Linked DNA regions of Mus musculus: all the other regions are linked to region 2. The links are chromatin contacts, called in public promoter capture Hi-C maps. All regions are on one chromosome and are shown on one strand. Each heading gives the region's core, a stretch centred on a gene start, on an enhancer-like site or on the middle of the called end of the contact. The rest is flanking DNA. Distances are from core to core; before and after follow the strand shown.

The links. Promoter capture Hi-C pulls out the DNA fragments that hold promoters and counts their contacts.
Region 1: a contact with region 2 is called in a promoter capture Hi-C map of pre-B cells, with 3 times the contacts expected there. The contact joins the promoter of Dhx36 here to the promoter of Ccnl1 in region 2. A contact is called at or near these places in 1 of 39 promoter capture datasets (pre-B cells) and 3 of 484 Hi-C or Micro-C datasets (CD4 T cells, Th1 cells and pro-B cells).
Region 3: a promoter capture Hi-C map of pre-B cells shows a contact between it and region 2. The contact joins the promoter of Rap2b here to the promoter of Ccnl1 in region 2.
Region 4: a promoter capture Hi-C map of liver shows a contact between it and region 2, with 8 times the contacts expected there. The contact joins the promoter of Arhgef26 here to the promoter of Ccnl1 in region 2. A contact is called at or near these places in 2 of 39 promoter capture datasets (both in liver).
Region 5: a promoter capture Hi-C map of liver shows a contact between it and region 2, with 3 times the contacts expected there. The contact joins the promoter of Nmd3 here to the promoter of Ccnl1 in region 2. A contact is called at or near these places in 3 of 39 promoter capture datasets (the HPC-7 cell line, liver and pre-B cells) and 2 of 484 Hi-C or Micro-C datasets (CD4 T cells and CD8 T cells).
Region 6: a promoter capture Hi-C map of pre-B cells shows a contact between it and region 2. The contact joins the promoter of Kpna4 here to the promoter of Ccnl1 in region 2. A contact is called at or near these places in 2 of 39 promoter capture datasets (liver and pre-B cells) and 1 of 484 Hi-C or Micro-C datasets (LSK cells).

What each region holds. Positions count from the first base shown.
Region 1 is chr3:62,505,318-62,508,653 of GRCm38.p6, reverse strand. It overlaps Dhx36 (DEAH (Asp-Glu-Ala-His) box polypeptide 36), which reads left to right and starts at 1,666. Exons shown (of 25, transcript NM_028136.2): 1 at 1,666-1,936. The coding sequence starts at 1,715.
Region 2 is chr3:65,956,849-65,960,256 of GRCm38.p6, reverse strand. Ccnl1 (cyclin L1) reads left to right here and starts at 2,008. Exons shown (of 11, transcript NM_019937.4): 1 at 2,008-2,449; 2 at 2,682-2,756; 3 at 3,295-3,404. The coding sequence starts at 2,129.
Region 3 is chr3:61,362,637-61,366,051 of GRCm38.p6, reverse strand. It overlaps Rap2b (RAP2B, member of RAS oncogene family), which reads right to left and starts at 1,545. Exons shown (of 1, transcript NM_028712.4): 1 at 1-1,545. The coding sequence starts at 995. The coding sequence ends at 444.
Region 4 is chr3:62,337,502-62,340,878 of GRCm38.p6, reverse strand. It overlaps Arhgef26 (Rho guanine nucleotide exchange factor (GEF) 26), which reads right to left and starts at 2,102. Exons shown (of 14, transcript NM_001081295.1): 1 at 306-2,102. The coding sequence starts at 1,382.
Region 5 is chr3:69,720,749-69,723,901 of GRCm38.p6, reverse strand. It overlaps Nmd3 (NMD3 ribosome export adaptor), which reads right to left and starts at 1,847. Exons shown (of 16, transcript NM_133787.2): 1 at 1,780-1,847; 2 at 1,436-1,493. The coding sequence starts at 1,479.
Region 6 is chr3:69,125,551-69,128,551 of GRCm38.p6, reverse strand. Kpna4 (karyopherin (importin) alpha 4) reads left to right here and starts at 1,460. Exons shown (of 17, transcript NM_008467.4): 1 at 1,460-1,820. The coding sequence starts at 1,752.

The DNA of each region.
Region 1 (3,336 bases), core at 417-2,916, 3.5 Mb after region 2:
CATTGGACTGACTTTCCTTTTGTCTCTTATCCATTTTTGTCCCTGCAGTTCCTTTAGGCAGGAACAAATCTGGGTCAGAAAATTTAACTGTGGGTTAGTAACCCAGTCCCTCTTCTTGAGACCCTGTCTATCTACTGGAGGTAGTAGTCTCTTTAAGTTCCCTCTCCTCACTTTTGGGCATTTTGGCTAAGGTCACCCACATTGAGTCCTGAGAGTCTCTCACCTCCCCGGTCTCTAGTACTTTAGTACTTTCTAGAGACCCCCGCGCCCCTCCCATCCCCTTGGCTGCTTATTTCCATTCATTCTCCTGGCCCTCTGGGCTTCTCTCCTGCTCACCCACCCAATACTTTATCCTGTTTCATTTTCCCCTCCCCCTTCCATTCGGCTACCTCCATCCCTCTGCCCCCATGATTATTTTCTTCCCCCTTCTAAGTGGGATTGAAGCATCCTCATTTGAGCCTTTCTGCTTGTTAAACTTTAAGTACTGTGGATTGTATCCTAGGTATTCTGTACTTTTTTAGTTAATATCCACTTATCATTGAGTACGTACCATGCATGTCCATTTGGGTCTGGATTACTTCGATGATCAGGATATTTTCTTGTTCCATTCATTTGCATGCAAAATTCATGATGTCCTCATTTTTAATAGCTGAATAGTATTCCACTGAGTAAATGAACCACATTTTCTGTATCCATTCTTTGGTTGTTTCCAGCTTCTGGCAATTACATATAAGGCTGTTATGAACATAGTGGAGCACATGTCCTTGTGGTATGGTAGGACATCTTCTCATATATTCACAAGAGTGGTATAGTTGGGTCTTCAGGTAGAACTATTTCTAATTTTCTGAGGAACTGCCAGATTAGATACAAGTAACCTATGACAGCCTCAAACTCATTATACAGCTAAGGGTCAAATTCTGATTTATCATCTTCCATCTGCTGTTTGCTGAGATTGCATACCTGCACCACAACACCGTTTATACTGTTTGGGATTAAAACCATGCCAGGCAAGCACTCTTATCAATTGAGCTGACACCCAAGTTCCAGGATTAAAGTTTTTTTTTTTTTTTAAGATTTATTTATTTTATGTATATGAGTTTACTATAGCTGTTTTCAGACACACCAAAAGAGGGTATGGGATTTGATTATGGATGGTTGTGAGCAACCATGTGGTTGCTAGGAATTGAACTCATGACTTCTAGGAGGAGCAGTCAGTGCTCTTAACGGCTGAGCCGTCTCTCCAAGCCTAGTATTAGAGAGTCTTTAAAGAAGGTATTTGGGTGCGTATATTTGACTGAAAGAGGTGCCAGGCGTTTTCTAAGAAATAAGAACTTCTTTGGTCTTTGAGGACAGAGTACACAATGGTCGATGGTTTTGTTGGGTATGTATTTGCATGGCTTTGCAAATAAGTTCTAGGTTTAACAAAGTAATTAAAATTCACTCAAATTTCCACATTTTCTCAGGCTAGTTTAAATTCCCCGCCATCCGAAGGACGCCCACCCAGGAGCTAAGTTTCTGGCCAGAACACGAACCGCGGCTCACACCGCTGGCGCCGTCCGTGACGTCACCGGAAATGTCTGCTTGTGACACTCAACGTCCCGCCCTCTCGCGCTGGGCGCCGGAAGCAAAGCAGAGGGGAATGTGCGCCCGCTTCCGGGCCCGGACGCCATTTTCAGCGGTTGAGTTTTGGCAGAGCTGCTAGTCGGCTCCGACAATGAGCTACGACTATCATCAGAGCTGGAGCCGCGATGGGGGCCCACGGGGCTCCGGCCAGGGCTCCAGCGGCGGCGGCGGCGGAGGGAGCCGGGGCTCGGGCGGCGGCGGAGGGGGCCGCGGCGGCCGGGGCCGGCATCCCGCACACCTTAAGGGTCGCGAGATCGGCCTGTGGTACGCCAAGAAGCAGACGCAGAAGAACAAGGAGGCTGAGAGGCAGGAGGTATGGAGGTCTCGTCAGGACGCGTTTGCTCTCCCTGGCGTTTGCTCGAGCTCGATGCAACCTCTGTCGAGCCCCGGGTAACGGGTCACCCGATGGGTTGCGCCTCCATCCCAAGCCATCACTGCTGCAGCCGATGCATGCTCTGTTTACGGACTTGAGAACTGAACTGAGGGTGAATGCTAAATTCAGACTCTAGCCAAGCCGACTCTTATTAGGGGATGCAATCATTTAGAATGCTTGCTGTCACCTTTAAGTTTTTTCCCCGAAGCAGCCAACAAAAGCATTAAAACACTGTCTTAAGTGTGTAGATCTTGGAGAAAAAAGTAGTTTAGGTAATAGTATTAGCATTAAAGTGAGTCATATGCTGGTCTTTTTTTTTTTTTTTTTCTCCCTTTCTGTTCTGAATTTTCTGTTGACTAGCAGCGCCTCTTTTAAGACTTATTGAAAGGAAGACGCTGTAGAGAAGTATTTGGCTAATTTCATCAGGAAATTGTCAGTTTGGTTTGTATCTTGAAGACCTGTAGTATAGGAAGCATCGTGTTTTTGTTGTCTGTTTTGTTTTGTTTTGTTTTGTTTTGTTTTGTTTTACCTGAGACAGGGTTTGTGTAGCCTTGGCTGTTCTGAACCTGCTCTGTAAATCAGGTTGGCCCTGAACACACAGAGATCCACCTACCTCCGAGATTAGAGGTGTGCACCACCAACCCAGCAAACATAATGGTTTTTGAGTGACCTGGTCTAAGTAACTCCATCATTGCGCAGAATCTTTAAGTGTTTGGACACTGTTTCATACATGCTTTTTTGAATGCTAAAGACCTTTGCATTCTAATAGGGGGAAAGAAATACCTAAACAAATAAGTTCAATAAGCGGATCTTTCCAGATATACACAGGACACACGTAACTTGTGCCCTGGATATTGATGCTACATAGTGCAGGCTGACCTTGTACTCCTAGTCCTCTTTTCATTCCCAGTGCTGGGATTTCATATGTGCACACCTCAGGGCTAGGCTTTTTTTATTAGTTGACCCCTTGATCCCAGTCCCATCCCCAAACTTCCACTTTAGCAAATGCCAGTGTTGTTTATTCACCTGCCATGTGGAAGTGAGCATTGATTTTTCTCTTTTCATTTTGGGAAATCTGTTTGCTCTGCTTTCTTGCTTATCTCTGCAGCAAGTATGGGTCAGACCTCTTAACTTGTTATTTGAATTATAGCCGCCCACCCCAGTCCCATTGTGGTCTCTTAAAACGTGATTCCTTAAGTGGTCTTTAGATCATTTTATTCTTTACTTCCCAACTTGTTTATTGAAGCCATGCAGCTTCTGCCTCTCATTGGTGTTGCCTGGGAACCATGTGATCTGGCTGTAACCTGTAACCCTCCTTGGGTTGATTTTTCCCAGCTCAA
Region 2 (3,408 bases), core at 759-3,258:
TAAACTTTATTGTCCACATGGAATTGAGTTAATTATCACCAAAAAAGTTTTCACTAAATTGTGCCGACCCTAATATATGCATAGAATTGCACATTGGTGGTGCAGCTATCCAAATCATTTCTGCTCCTTACCCATATTCCTGTAAGTAACCCTAATAAAACTCATTGGTTCACCAAGTTTGCACTCTGATGGTATCCATACTTTGGTCTGTGGTAGGTTCCCTATCTGAGGTGAGTAGTGTCTCACTAGGAAAAGTTTTGTCCCGACATACCTGTCCCCTGGACTTGTGTCTCCTATGCTGTCACAGAAAGTTTGGATATGAAATGCCTGCCACATACAGACCCTGTGAAGAGCTTGTCCTTAGTTAGTAGCACTGAGAGGTGATTTAATCACAAAGGCAAATACCTCATAAATGGGTTAATCCGACGATGAGGTCACAGCTGGACAAGCAATTAGGAGTTGGCAACCTACTTGAGGAGGGAGATCCCTGGATATATTCCCCTTTCTCTTTGTTGGTGGCAAGGGATTTGTTTTTACCAAGGTCTCACACCATAAAGTTCTGCCTACACAGTCCTACAGGTATAGGGCCACATGGCTGTAGCCTGAAACCTCAGAGACCATAAACCAAAATTAAACCTCATTGTGGACTTTCTAGGTAATCTGTCAGTGACAAAAAGCTATCACAATCATAAAATTTTTGTTTTTGAGGCTTTAGTTGAGTACTGGGATTAAAGGCTTGTGCCACCACTTCCTGCTCTATATAGCTTTTGTTTGGAAGAGGTTTTGTTTCATTTTGAAGATATTATATAGCTCTTACTGGCTTGGAATCAGTCTGACCCTCTAATCAGAGATCCACCTGTCTTTGTCTCCAGAGTGCCCGTCCCAACACACTTTGTAAAAATGAGCTGTGAAAATACCTTGCTTTGGTGACTAAGATGTATCCAAATTTTCAGTGCGCTCTATAGGTCCAAGGTTAAGACACTTTTCAAGAAAGTAAGCTTTAACAAAATAACAATTCCAACCCTTTGTACTGAGTCAGGAGATTTTTCTTTCTCCCTAAAGGCCATCTCAGAGGATTAAGCTGGAATAAAAAGATCATGGGAGGCCAGAGGCAGAAGGATCAATTGTTTCACGGTCGACCTCAGCTTTTGGGACTTTTAGTATGGATGGAAAAAGACCACAGCTCTCAGCCAGGCGGTGGTGGCGCACGCCTTTAATCCCAGCACTCGGGAGACAAAGACAGGCGGATTTCTGAGTTCAGGGCCAGCCTGGTCTACAAAGTGAGTTTCAGGACAGCCAGAACTATACAGAGAAACTGTCTCGAAAAAAACAAAAAAACCACAGCTCTCATCTTAAAGGGAATAAATGATGGGTTATCCTGGAGCCATTTTGATTGACCATGGTCCCGGAACACAGATTTAGGTTATTCCAAACTCCATGTAAGATGAGAGCTGTGTTTTTCTCTTCATTGACACAGGGATAGTTACTTTCTCTCCACTCTGACAAAAACCATCTCTTTAAGACGAGACTCCCCAGCGCAATGAAATCGCCCGTGTACTGTCCTCGCCATAAACCTATTTTTGGAACTAGGGATTTTCCAGATTACTGTAAACCCGGCGAAGTGAGGTCAGGGCTAGGCATGCCTTTCTAGGCTACACCCCGACACCCACGCGCGCTCGGAGCTTTCCGGAAACCCCAGGCGCTCAAACTGGGAAGCTGCCCGGTTCAGAGTCACTTTGTTACACTCCGGTGTCGCCGACCGCCGGACTGTCACCAACGCGCAGACCGTGCAGGGGTATCGGGGCCGACTCACCAGGCCAGAGTCCGGGTTATCCGGTGACTAAAGCCATTACCACCCCTGAGCCGCCAGCACCCTGCCCCGCCCTGCCCATCCGGACCCCTCCGCCCGGTGTCACCGACCGAAGCGCGGAGGAACTCGTTGGCGCGCGCGGGGAGTGGAGTGGGGTGGGGTAGGGCGTGTCGGCGTGGTGACGTCAGGGCGGAAGCGCACGCTGCGTGCGGCGGCCTGGAAGCCGGCGGTCACGGGAAGATCCGTCGCGCCGAGGACGCTGGTTAGTCTCGCTTTGGGTTCCGGCTGCGTCGGGCGTGCGTGGAGCTCGCTGGAACTATGGCGTCCGGGCCTCACCCGACCTCGACCGCTGCCGCCGCCGCCGCCGCTGCCGCCTCCGCCTCGTCCGCCGCCCCGAGCGCGGGCGGCTCCAGCTCCGGCACGACCACCACGACGACGACCACGACCGGAGGGATCCTGATCGGCGACCGCCTGTATTCGGAGGTGTCGCTCACCATCGACCACTCGCTGATCCCGGAGGAGCGGCTCTCGCCTACCCCGTCCATGCAGGACGGCCTGGACCTGCCCAGCGAGACGGATCTGCGCATCTTGGGCTGCGAGCTCATCCAGGCCGCCGGCATCCTCCTCCGGCTGCCGCAGGTGAGAACCCCGGCTGGTTGCGGGCCTCTCCGCCGCGGCCAGGTTTCTCCGGAGCCTGCGCCGGGCGGCGGCGGCGGCGGGAGCTCGGGCGGGCGAGGGTGGGGATGCGGGGGCGGGCGGCGCCGCGCGGCCCGGGCGGGGGAAGGGAAGCGAGCGGCCGCACAAAATGGCGGCGGCGCCTGGTGCGGGCCCGCCTGACCCCGGCGCTTCCGTTCTCCTCTCTCGTCTGCAGGTGGCGATGGCTACAGGGCAGGTGCTGTTCCATCGGTTCTTCTACTCCAAGTCGTTCGTCAAACACAGTTTCGAGGTAAGCGCGGCGGAGGCGGACAAGAAGGGATTTCTTCATCCGGAAGCGGGGAGGAAGGGGGTAGGAACCAGCTTTTCCAGAAAGGGAGTGGTTAGCTTAGGCCTTTGTACCTCGTTCCCACCCAGAAGGAAATGGGGCCCGTAGAGCAATGTTTCAAGAACTAGAAAATGGATCCCCAGTTCACGTGCTCTGTTAACCAAGAACTACGTTTTCAAGCCATTGCACAATTCTAGCAAGAGGTAGCTTGATTCTGACCCAAAATTAAGAGCAGTTGAGCAATAAAACGTAAGAGCTGGTCTAAAAATGTCAGCTTCGATTTTATTTCGCTAAAAAGCCCGTTGTATCCTAAAGAGGGTTCTTTGCCGGTCCTTGGTGACCCACATCCTTGGGCAGGCAGATGTACATACAGATGGAGTTCCTGGAAGCCAGGACTACACAGAGAAGCCCTATCTAAAAACAAAACAAAATAAGGGTTGTTAGACTTTGTTAAACTGTTTCTAGTTTAACTTCACTTGGATTTTTACCTGGGTTCTTTCAGATTGTTGCTATGGCCTGTATTAATCTTGCGTCAAAAATCGAAGAAGCGCCAAGAAGAATAAGAGATGTGATTAATGTATTCCACCACCTCCGCCAGTTAAGAGGAAAAAGGTAA
Region 3 (3,415 bases), core at 296-2,795, 4.6 Mb after region 2:
GTTAAAACTTGGAACTATGAACAGTTGCTCAGGGGAACCCTCCCCCACTGCCTCCTTCCCCTTCACTTCCTCTGCTTCGCCACCCCCATTTTTTTTTTTTCAGGTTTGAAACTTTTGCTTGCCGGTGTCAAGCAGCCAATACAGAGCCTTAATGGCTATTTAAACGGGGAAATATGCATGAACCAAAATCAACGAGGAACGTACACGCTGTATAGAGCCATTTTTCCACCGGGGTCTCAGATGCTCTGCAACGTACACCCTCTCAGACCCTGGCTGAAGGCTGGGGATGCTGGCTACACAAGTCAGCCAGGTTCCTCGGACATCCCAGCCAAGACAACAAAGTCGTCTCCAATCTCAAAGCAAGAAGACAATCACATTAAGAGAATCGGGTGCGTTTGGCTTTGTGCACAGAGCGTGGCCAGCGCCCGGCGGCAGACGGCGCCTCACAGGATCACGCAGGCCGAGCAGCAGCCCTCGTCGCCGTTGGGCTGTGCCGCGTAGTTCATCTGCCTCACGATCTCTGCGAATAGCTCATCCACTGAGGCTTTGTTTTTGGCCGATGTCTCCATGAAGGGGCAGCTCCACTCCTCGGCCAGGGCCTTACCCTCGCCATAGGAGACCTCACGTTCACCCTCCAAGTCCACCTTGTTGCCTACCAGGATCATGGGTACGCGCTCGTACCGCTTCACGCGGATGATCTGGTCCCGCATGGGCTTGATGTCCTGGAAGCTCTGCTGGTTGACCAGGCTGTAGACGAGAATGAAGCCCTGGCCATTCTTGATGTACAGGTCCCGCATTGAGGCGAACTGCTCCGTGCCCGCGGTGTCCAAGATCTCCAGCACCGACGGCGACGAGTCCACCTCGATCTCCTTGCGGTAAAAGTCCTCGATGGTCGGGTCGTACTTCTCGATGAAGGAACCTGTTACGAACTGCACGGTGAGCGCGGACTTGCCCACGCCGCCCGAGCCCAGTACCACCACTTTGTACTCTCTCATGGCTCCGTCGGCGCCCTCGTCGCGCCTGCCGCGGCCCCGTCGGGGCTGCGCGCCGGGGAAGGCTGGGCTGGGCGGACGGGTGGACTTCTCCCCTTCCTCAACTTCGCAGGAAAAACCCCGGCGAGACTAGCCCGGTAGCACGGGCTCGCCAACAGACTAGCAGAGCCCCGCGCCAGGCCGACCGGCAGCGGGGGCGCGTCCCTAGGGCGCGGGTCCCGGGCCCCGCAGCAGCCCTGTCGGAGGACCCTGAGGACAATGCGCGCAGCCGGAGCAAGACAACGGCTGGAGCTCTTCGCCCCGGCAGCCTGGGAGGGCCGGGAGGAGGTGGCGGCTGGTTGCAGAGGCGGCTGCTAATTGGGCGTCCGGCTGAGACACGCGTGGCATGAGTCCCCGCGGAACGTGCGTCCAGCTCCGCGACCCATCACTCTCTCTCCTCTGTCTCCCGCAGCCTCCGCTGGGCGAGGGCTTCCTACTCGCCGCGCGCAGCCCAGCCCTCCCCGCCCAGCCGAGCATGCCCAGTACGTCGCCCGCGGTGCCCCGCCCGAACTCCGCTCCAGCTTTTCCGCCGCATCGGGAGGGGGCGTGACAGAGGGTGTGGCAAACAGGGGCTGGGCGGGGCAGGGCGGGGCGGCGCGAATCTTGGAACTGGGCAGTCTTGCTTGTGTGTGCTTGTAAGTGGAAAGCTCGCCAAACCGAAGTCACCTCGGTCGGGGCTGTGCGGCTGCCGGCCTCCTATGGGGACAGCAGGCAGCAGCTGGCTGCGACCTCTTCGTCGGCTTGCGCTGTTAAAGGATAGACACTTGTCCCCGAACTCAGGCTGCTGCGCGCCTCTCAGGATCGTACACTTGCAGGGCATTTTTCAGGCCCCGGAAGGTAGCAGAGGTTCGTGCTCCCACTTGGCCCGGTGTTCCTCAGTTTCCCACGAAGAACTCGACCTGAGTCCCTGTCCGGACAAGGAGTTAGGGCTGGGAATCTGTGGAGAGCTGCAGCCTTCAGGGCAAGAGTTGCGGGGTCATCCTACGTCTCCCCCCTCCCCAACACCCCTTTGGTTAGAGCCAAAATATGGCTTGTGGATCGAGCCCCGTGGCTCCCGCACCGAGTCAGGGCATGCTCAGTCGGAGGAGCAGGTTTGGGGCTTGCAAGTAGGAAGGTTTCGCACCGCACACCCACACGCCAGCTCAAATTACCTCTCCCAGACTCCCAACTCATTGGCCCCAGGATGTGAGTCTCACACCCCCAAATGTTTTTCCATTGGCTGTTGCTGAGGTTTTGTCGCTTTAGACAGCTTCATTGGCTGCAAAGTCGCCTCCGCTCAGGATTGGTTATTTATAGAGATTGAGTGGAGAGGCGGAGGCCCAGCTGTTCCTTCTCCACTGCTCCCCGCCCCCTTCCACCCACTGCCCGGGCCTGTGCATCTGAAGCTGAGAGGGGAAAAGAAGGAATTTAGGTGGAGTGCTCCAAACTAAATATAGTCCTTTGTTGGTGTTCAGGAGGGAGTCTGACTTCTTTAAGCCCAGTCACGACCGTCCCTTAAAGAGAGCAACTAGAGCTCATTGCTGCTCCCCGTCTTTAAGAAACCCTGAAGTTCCTAACTTGATCTTAGCAGGAAGAAGGCTGGGATGAGCAATGAGCCACCGCAAGTTCGTGGCATCAGGGGAGGTGGGGCTGCCCGGGCTTGCCTCTTCCCAAAGCTCTGTTTGGTGGGGAGGGCAGTCTCAAGACTTGGCTCCGCTCAGTTGCACGGCGATGTGAGGTGACGCCTGGACTTGTCCCGAGTCTCTCTAGATCCTTGCTAGGAGAGATGTCGAGACCTGTCTGTGTACTGCACTGGCAGCGGGAGCCCGGGGGCACAGAGGGGTGGGGATCGGCTTTGTGTCGAGTCAACCAGGGTTAAGTAGCCAGGCTTGCTATCCCCCTGCCACTAGCCTCTGCTTTAAACGTCCTCACGGAAGGAAGAACCGAGCAGTGTTGCTTTTGGTTCCAAGTCACAGCGGTACTTAGGGCTCCATTTGGGAGTGAACCTGCTCCAGATTCTTGGCTGCGGCCCCGAGTGTCCACAGCCGCAAGTACCTGCCAGCAGAGCCAGGCAGAACCTCAGTATAATCCTGTGCCTTACTAAGGTGAAGTGCTTTCTCTCTGCCTTGGCTCTGCCTTTTAGTGGAGGAAGGGTTTTCATGGTCGACTACTGACTGCTTCGATATAATTATGCTTATATAATTCTTCAGAGAATTATCTCTGAAGCAAAACTTTAATATAGCCGGCTAGAACCCTGCCAACATTCTGCCAGTGTTTAATGCCTGCCAAGTGTTTTGCATGCACTATCTCAATTACCCCTTATAATAATAATTACTTATATGCCCATTTTAAAGATGAAGAAACTGAGGCTCCCAGGTGTTCAATAGCTTGCCTAAGAGTGGCAG
Region 4 (3,377 bases), core at 853-3,352, 3.6 Mb after region 2:
CCCTTTTCCTTTAGATCAACGGTAGAAAACAAGAATATTGAGTAAGGACAACTGCTAGGCCCATATCAGGGCACAATACCTCACACCCTCACACAAGTTCTAAGCTATTAGTTTGTCAAAAACATTCATTGATTAATAATAATAAAACACAAACATGGGACATGGTGACTCAAATAAATAGAAAGCAATGCACTGTTCCATGATTTGGGTAGATGAATTAAATTCATGTGCCATGAGCATTCAATTCTTTCCCAACACGTTCACACTGGATTTAATGAATGGCATGTGAGCCTGCCCAGTCCTACCTTTATCCTTCCCAGGCTAGAGAACTTCTCCTTGTCTTCCATTACGGCCTTCAGGACAGGCTGGGACATTCTGTTCTTCTTCTTTGAGCTGGTGGGACTGTCAAAATCAAAGCCGCTGACCACTGCCCTTCTGTAAGACGTGGACCTCAAGCCTCGCCGAAGGGAGCCGGGACTGTCCATGTCGTTGTCGACTTCGCCTTCCTCCCCTTCGTGGCCCAAGGGTGCTCCCAGTCCCTCCACCATGCTGCGCACCTTGAGAAGCCTCCTATGGGACTCCACGTTCTGACTATTGGATTTACTCAGTTTAATTTCAGAGGCAAGGCTTTTTGGGATAATCTGCTGCTTTCCCATCTTGAGGGCCGCCGGGCTGTTGGTACTCAAAACCACGGAAGGGTTTGGGAGCTCATTCCCTTGGGAGGGCAGCCTTTGGAGTGGCAGTTTTTGTTCTGAAGACTTGTGTGGGAGAGCAGGAGAGAGTCTCGAGGGGGCCAGCTCCAAGTCCCCAGCTGGCTGACCAGTTTGTGATACTGGGCCAGATGAGTCGGTTTTATGGGCAAGGCCATTGGCAATGGGCGAAGATACCTTACTGGCAGTCACCCCGGTGCAGTCCTCATCGGTGGCGCAAGAGGCCGGGGTGTCCGGAGTCCGGGAGGCGCGCGACAACAGCGCCGCGGGCGAGGCCACGGTGCCATTAGAAGTGGACTTCGGGGAGCCGCCCGACGCCGCGTAAGAAACCAGGGGTGACTTGGGCCGTCGGAGTCGAGGAGAAGCAGCTCTGTAGTCCGGGGACACCGTGCGACCATTGGTCACCGGCCTCCGATGCGCGCTCAGAAGCTGGGGGCTCCTGGACACCGTCCTGTCGTCCGGGTCGGCGGGTACGCGGACCGGAGTCTGCGGCGTGGGAAGGGCAGCCAGCTCCTCCACAGGGAAGTCGGTGATCAGCAGCCCGCTGGGGCTCTGGTACGACTGTGGCCGCGGCTTGCTCCGGCTGAGCAACTGGAGCGGAGGGGTGGACCGTCTCCGCCACAAAGGGGTGACGCCGTTGCTGGAAAAATCCACCTCGCTTTCGCCGTCCATAGCGGGGCCTTTGAGCCAGCCCCGAGAGGAGGAAAGCTGCTCAGGTTGCCTAAGAGAAAGGAACTTTGCCTCCGGACAACTAGTCTTGTCTGGGAGCCTAACCGGGTTCCAGCCCGGCGGTCACACGGGTGTCGCGCGGGACTCGGCAGCGCCGCACTTACCCGCCCTTTCTCGGGCACAGCGTCTCCCGCCAAGCTTCCCGACCGAGGACTGAGATCCGAGCCGCAGTTGATCAGATGAATCCCGTCTCCTCTGCGTCCTTCCCGCCCCCCAAGCCCGCCGGCACCTAGAGAGCTCGCCGCCACCGCAGGACCCTTGGAAAGAGTTCAGCTGGCTGGGACAGCTCGCCGTGGGACGCTCCCCCGCGTCTCCATCTAGCCGCCCGCCCCGCGCCAGTCCACCCGGTCCCCGGTATGCGGTCTCCAGCGCGCTCACCCTTCCGGGGCACAGACCAAGGAGTACTCCCTGTCCCCGAGGGTGGCCTGGGTCCTTACTAAAGCGCGGAGACAACCGCTCAGCCTGGGACAGCAGAGGCCCGCGGCGCCGGCCCCGCCCCCGCGCTACGCCCCGCCCCAGCACGCCGGGGAAGCTCGCACCGAGGCGCCCAGGAGTTCCCGCCCCTGCCTTCCCGGAGTGCGCTCAGTGATTGTAAACGGGACGCGCACACCTGAGCTGCCTGTCCAGACCCTGAGTGCAAGAATGCAGGAGCGCGGGCGGCCGCCCTACGGGCCAGCTGGAGGGCGCGGTCGCAGATCTGAACACTGCGTGGGAATGGTCGTGAGAGCAGAGAAAGGGCTTCTTGATCATCCCTAGACCTGGAGGGGAAGGTTGGAAGGGTGAAACACTTCGGAGCTTGGTGCTGCTGCGACACTTCACTGGGCCACTTGTGGGCGTCAAACTGAACCTCACTCCGGGCTCTCACTCATCTGCTTGCAATAATGTGTGGACTACAGACAGATTTGCTTGTATGCACTCAGAGGAGACTGAGAGGCCAGGTGGACTATGACTCTACATGTCCTAATGTCCTAATCTTTGTGCCCTGTATGTTTGAAAGTCACACAGTAAAAGTAAACAAAATACAAAATATTTATTAGTGTGTAGTTGTGTACAATATAAATTGAAAATCTGTATGTAGAATAAAATATCGAACAAGAAGTAAATTCCAAATCCTTATTAGAGATTAAGAGGCTGGGCCTACCCCTTCAATCTAGTCTTTTTTCACTAGCTTTATCTAGTCAAGCCAAGTCCACAGTCTTAGAGCCTTCAAGTTTATTTCTTGGCCTTCTGGTTTGTCACTTCATTGGAATTACCCCCGATTTCCCCAACCACCTGATCTCTTTCTTTTTCACATTAACCGAAATTTGTAAATCTGAATGCTTAGTTATATGTCTGTGTATTAGTGCTTAATCTATTCTGCCTTTGCATTGTAGTTTTGAAGAGGGCAGGGGTTATATTTGTGACTCATGCACACAGTAAGTGATAAATATCTGTGGAGTTTGGAAGTAGATGAATAAGAGAAATGAACTGGGCCAGTGATATCTTTTAGATGTTGGTTGCCAAGTTGGCTATGTCTTGGTGAAATTCCAGGTATGTACGACCTGAGAAGACATGATTTTGGTTGATGAGATCTGTAGAATTGGTTGTTAGCAAGACACAGGGCAGGCTCCAAGTGTTCAAAGTTCATGTGAGTGCCCACTGTTTAAAGCCATGCTTCTTTCTGCTTTGGGTGGCAAAAGGAAGGGTGGTTCTTTATGTTTTTCTATAATTACCAAAGTGACACAGTGAAGGTCTTTGATCTCAGAAACTTTTTTGAACTCGAACAAATGGAATCAAAATGTATATCGAAATCATTTTTGAGAAGATTTACTAACAATTTCATACGGAAATAAGTGGATTCTATGTTCATCTATGGAGCCTTGCTGTAGGGGATTTTCATATCAATAATATTAGTTTTATATAATAAATTTAACTTCAGAAAGTTGTGGAGATTTATAA
Region 5 (3,153 bases), core at 598-3,097, 3.8 Mb before region 2:
CTTTTTCGTCTTAACAACCAGGAAGCAGGGCACACAGATCTGTGAGTCTCACGCCAGCCAGAGCTTCATGAGAGTCTGTCTCGAAGAGGGGAAAAAGGCAATCTTAAAGACAGAGTGAAGAAGAATCCTGAAACATCGGCAAAAATCAAAGGGCCATAATTCTGAAAATGCTTAAAGAGGGCACTGTGCGACTTTGTCATGCTAATGAACTTCATGCAATGATAGAAATGTCCTAGTCCCTCATCTCTTCTTTAAAATTGGAAAACTAAGAAAAAAAGAAATTAGCAATGCAAATAGTCTAACAACAATAGCAAACACTAATGTGCACATAAATTCAACAATATAAACAAAAGACAGCCAAGTGTGATGGTGCAGACCTTTACCCAGCACTTGCGAGGCAGAGGCAGAGGCAGACAGATCTCTCTATGAGTTCCTGGTAAGCAGGACTTAACATGGTAAGACTGTCTCAAAAGCAAAAATAAACAACAAAGAGAAACAAACAATATATGTAAGATCCGTTTCTCGTTTCTCTTGCATCTGACTCGGCTAGTGGGTGCCCCCTTTGTTCTGAGCATCTACAATGCGTAGATGCGAACAGGCCCCCTTTACAGGGACCCACAATGAACAGTAAAGGAAAATGTACGTATTCCATGAAAACAGAAAGGAGATTATTAAGGAAAGGAAAGGGACCTGTGAGGGGGTAGGAGGGTTAAGGAAGATCAATGGTAGGGTAAATATGAACGCTGTACAATGTTAAATATGCGGACCCTCCTATATACATGAAAATATAATGAAACCCTGTATTTTATGTTACAAAGTAATTTTTAAAAGGAGAAATAGACAAAAATACAGGACAAGAAGAGCACCTATGCCTACCGATGCTCTAAGCTACAGGAGTATAACTCTATAGTGTACTGGAGGCAGAAAAATTTTGTGAAGCAGGCCTGACATAATCGCAGCACTTGGGAGGCTAAGGCTGAAGGGACAAGGCTCTCAAGGTCAGCCGTGGCTACAGAGTGAATTCCAGGGCCAATCTAACAGGACTGGCTCCATCGAAAGTAAGATTTCAACGAAACAGCAGAAAAAGTCTGTGAACCTCCGCCACCGTGGCCCACGGCTGCCCAAAGAAAACTAAGATAATCTTCCAGTGGTGGCCACTAGCTGCACGTGAGCACCGCATACCATGTGGCTAGCACGACAGAGGAGCCGGGTGACAACCGTACACGTCCACTCGTGCCCCTCTAGGAGGACGTCTTCTCAAAGCACTCATTTTTTTCTACACCGGACTTAAAATGGGGTAGACTTCCTATGCGATCAAGACCCAACCGTTTTCTCCCACCGAGAAAAGGACCTCTCCTGCTAGCGTTAACCGTTTTCTCGGTATTTTACGATCTGCAGACGCCAAGGGATCGATCAGGGCGGGCTCGCAACTCACATGTGTCCCGGGCTGTGCTCAATGGACTCTGCCATGTACTCCATGGTTCGCGCGCGACCTATCAAGGGGAGGGAAGGACCGGTGAGACTTGGATCCATCAGGTCGAGTCTCCTGAGTTCGGGGACAGCCATGCGTGCGGCACACAAGCCCGGGGGTCGCGAGCCGCCGCCCAGCACGGCCCTTCCGCCCTCCTCCGCGCCGCGGCTCCGCATGCGGCCGGCCTCGGCCCCACACCCACGCCCCGGCGCCCGTGCGGGCCGCTCGCAGCCCGGGTACAGGGCCCGGCTCGCTCCCTCGTCTGGCCGCTGTTGGCGCAGGAGCCGGGTCTCCCACCCAGAACCTACCAGCAGCTCCGTGACAGGGCGAAATACACCCACAGCGGGCAACCCGCCGGCCAGGACGCACTACCGGCTACCTCAGCCGCGCTACACACCTACGAAGATCTCGCGATAGGAGAACCGGAAATCCCGCGTGCTGAAGGGTGCGGGAGAAGGGGACGGGTGGGCGGGGTCAAAGAATACACGTGTAGCAAGGGGCGGGGCCTATGGAGTGAGTGGGTGGGGATACGGGAGACCGGGCGAGCTGAGCAGGCTCGGGACAGTGATTACAACAGTTTGGTGTCTGTGATAGGCTCACCGTTCCACCCGCCCCCGTATCTTTAAAATGCACTTCTCAGCTCCTGGGGAGAGGGCTCAGCAGTTAAAAGCAGTTGTTCTTACAAAGGACCTGGGTTCAATTCCCAGCACTCACAGGGTGGGCTCACTGACGTCTAGAGTTCCATTTGGAGAGGATCTGCCGCCCTCTTAACTCTGAGGCCACCAACCACAAACTTGGTGCATATATATTCATGCGGGCCAAACACTCAAATACATAAAATACATGGATCTTTCTAAAGAAACATGGCCACTGTAAATATCACCATGGACAACTTAAGAGTATCGAATCGCTGTTTACTAAACAGTTGATGCAAAAAGAAAAAGAAAAGAAAGAAAAACTGAAAACTCTCTATTATATTGCAAACACTGTACTTTTAATAGTAAGCAGAAAATATAAAATGTTTTTCATTAAAGAAAAGTATTATTCTTAAAGAAATCATCTGAAACATATTTTTCTCAGAAGTGGATCCACAAAATAGATGAAAACAGGTAAATCCGCAACTGTAACCGAAACTGATGTCAAAAGGAAGACCCTAGCATTTCTAAGGTCCGAAGAGGTGTCAGACGCCCCGGAGCTGGAGTTACAGGTGGTTTGAAACTGCCCAACACAGAGGCTGAGAACCAAGCTCTTCTGGTCCTGGGAGAGAGTAGCAGATGTTCTTAACTGCTGAGCCACCACCTTTCCAGCTCCACACAATCATCTGTGTTTTATAAGACATTTATAATGAACATGGAAATGTAACTACAGTATAAACTTTAGTTACTTGTTTTTTAAAGATATGCCTAATTTCTACTAAAACAGACAAGGGTGTTTATGTTCTCCACTTTTAATAGAGTGTTGGAAGTTTTTAGCTAGGGCTGTAAGACAAGGGAAATAATAAAGGGAATACAAATAAGAAAGGGAGAAACCAAAATATTCTTATTTGCAGATGCTATGATTCTATACATGAGAGTCCTAAGAACTCCAATAGAAGCCTTAGCGTTGGAGGCTGGGGAGATGGCTGAGTCAGTAAGGTGCTTGCCATGCAGGCTCGAGGATCTGAGTTGGATACCCAGCACCTG
Region 6 (3,001 bases), core at 211-2,710, 3.2 Mb before region 2:
TCTTTGTATTATACCTTACAAAAGCATCCTCCTTTGACTTTATATAAGGGGTTTATAAAATATTCGCATCCTAAACATTCATTTCTGCATGTGGTTCTGCCCAAACAAAATATACCAGAAAGAACCAGAAGCCAAATGTTCCCAAAGGGTTTTGTAATAGAGTTTTTTGCCAAGTTCAGACACATTTAGCTTTCCTCTTCCTTCTGACTCTGAACTGCCACTGCTTCACAAAAACCACACAATTTGGGGAACTAATAATTGATAAATGAACACACACATTTGTTTGTTTTTAGACAGGGTATTATGATGTAGCTCAGCTGGCCTCAAACTCATCTCCACCTGCCTTTGCTAGATTTAACGTGTGGATCACTATGCTCAGCTTAAATATAGTTTTGAAAACATGTCCTCACTCTCTTTTCTGAGCCTAGGGCCTCCAGCATAATTAGCTTCTTCCAATGAGTTGTATTTCTATTATTATTATTATTATTATTATTATTATTATTATTAATTTATCTTGAGATGAACCCGCAAGAGAAGAGGGGAAGTGTCACTAAACTGCTCGAAGTGGCTTTGGACTCTTGCTCTGGCTGGCCTTGCTCTTGGGCTACTTTAACAGCTCCTCCTCTTGCCCAGTAGCTACGATTACAAACCGAGTCACCGGCCCGGAGCGATTCTGAAAAATTTGAGAGGCTCTTTTGTACCTGTTTTACATCCGCCTTTGGTTACAATGTTCCTGGTTAAGAGGTTTCTTTGGGATTAACTTCCTTTATCAAGAGTCACAATGTTGCATTTGCTATGTCATGGCTCATAGTCGTCATTCTCTATAAATTAATACTTTGTGATCAAGCAGTTTAATTTCCCAAGAGAAACTGCTCAAAATGGGGGTATTAGGGAAGGACCAATTTTTCTCAAGTTTCTACCTGTTGCGAACCTTCTACCTTCCTTTTCCTACCGGGTCCCTCTAGCTTTCCCTTCAGTTTTCAGAATGCACATCACCGTAGTCAGTCCTAGCCACGATGCCGGGTCCTAGGTTGGTTCGCAGTTCCCAGAACAGGACTCAGGGTTTAGGACTTCACATGTAGCTTAGACACACCTCTTTGCCTTCCAAAGTGAATGAAGCGCTCAAGTAACACCGGGGGAGAAAAGAACGAAGTTCAGAACCCCAACATCTAAAGCCACCCCGGGAATCATCCCACCATAACCAGGACCACTACACCCTGCCCATCCCCGCCCGCTCCCGGATCTGCTGCTCTTCGGCTGCCTCGGGTTTCTCCCTCCGCGCGTGACCCCTCCCCTCCCAAGCTCCTGCGCCCCGTCCCTTTCCTGCCCCAGACTCTCCCTTCCCCTTTCCTTTCGCTCTTCCGTCCCCCGCTCTCCATCGTCCCTTTTGATTGGCTAAGCACTCCGGAGCCCGGCCGGCCAATCGGCGGACCGGGTTGGCGGCGATGGGCGTGGCCGTAAAGCCGGGCCCTCAGATCGAGGCTGCCTCCCCCTCTCAGCCGGCAGCACATTCCGCCGCCGTTGCCGCCGCCGCCGCTGGCCCCGCAGTCGTCTTCGCCAGAGCTGCTGTGGTACCCGAGCTCAGGGCAGGAGAGGCCAGCCAGGAAGCGGAGGCCCGGCGGGCGAGAGGAAGCGAGCGGACGGGCGGGCGACGCAGGCGGCGGCCGGCTTCCTGGGAGCGTCTGTGCGGCGCGGTGGTTGGGGCGGATCCCGCGGGGCCCGGGCGGGTGGGGAGAGTCGCCGGCCCGGCCATGGCGGACAACGAGAAATTGGACAACCAACGGCTCAAGAATTTTAAGAACAAAGGCCGTGACTTGGAGGTACAGTGGGGTCCGCGGCCTCCGGCCCCCGGCGGGACGCGGGGTGCGTACGGAGTCGGGCGGGCGCGGCGGCCGGCATGGCGCTGGGCGGGCGGGCGAGCGGCCGTGACGCGGGCGCCGCGCCGGGAAGTTTGTGCCGGGCCTGCTCCGCCTCCGCCGGCGACAGCGCCGGGGCCCGCCGGGTGCGGCCTAGGCCTGTCCTGTCGAGCCGGCCAGACACGGGTGAGGGCGGCGGGCATATCAGCCGCGGCGGAGGCCCCGCAGCGGCGGAAGCTCAGGCTCTGCTCGAGCCCCCGACGCCAAGCGTCGCGGGTGGAGGGCGATGGGGGAGCGAGCGGCGACCTCGGAACTTCTCCGGGCCCGAGACGCCTCCACATGCAGGTTTTCCTAATCGCCCCGACTCTGGTTTTACTTCAATGTCCAAACTACAGGAGTCAACTTCTCCGCTGGAGAAAAAGAAAGAAAGAAAGAAAGAAAGAAAGAAAAAAAAGCCACCCCCGCCGCGAGAGGCGGTCCTGGTGATGCTAAGCAGTGCCTTCCAGCGGCCTGGGTTTCAGTTTGGTCCTAGCTGATTCAAAGATGTGGCTCACGATGTGTCCCTTTCCAGTCAAAAGATCACCTGCCTCCACCGCCTTATTTGAGCTTGTCCACAGATCTTTTTACTCCTCTCTGAGAAGAGACCACCAGTTTGCATTCTTACATAGAAAAGTCCAAAGGGTTATACAAAGCTGTCATCCCCTAGTCTTCTCGGTATCCTTTCTCTCCACCTCCTGGTGGTGGTGGCAGTGAGGAATCCGGTAGGCTATGGACTGACACCATCACGTATTATTTTAAAGGGGGGAAGAAGGCTTCGTTGTCATAGACACAGTTGCTTCCAAGGTTCGATGTATTAAGCACACAGTTTCTTTCCATTGTGACTTTTTTTTTTAATATAGGGAATTTAAAAAAAAAGTCAAGCTTTTAGCTTCTTATCCCCTTTTATGTTCTGGTAACTTCTTCAGACTGCTGTGGTCGGTTCCTGAATTTGAGCATTTTCGGGATAGAGATGGCAACTTTTGTTGACTTTTCCCAATGCCAGTCAGTCTTTTAATGTAGTTTATCCTCTTTTAGCTTATTGCAGTCGTTAGAAGAACTGTATGTCCCAGGGTGTGTGTTGCTATTTAGAGATTGTTTGAAAGTTA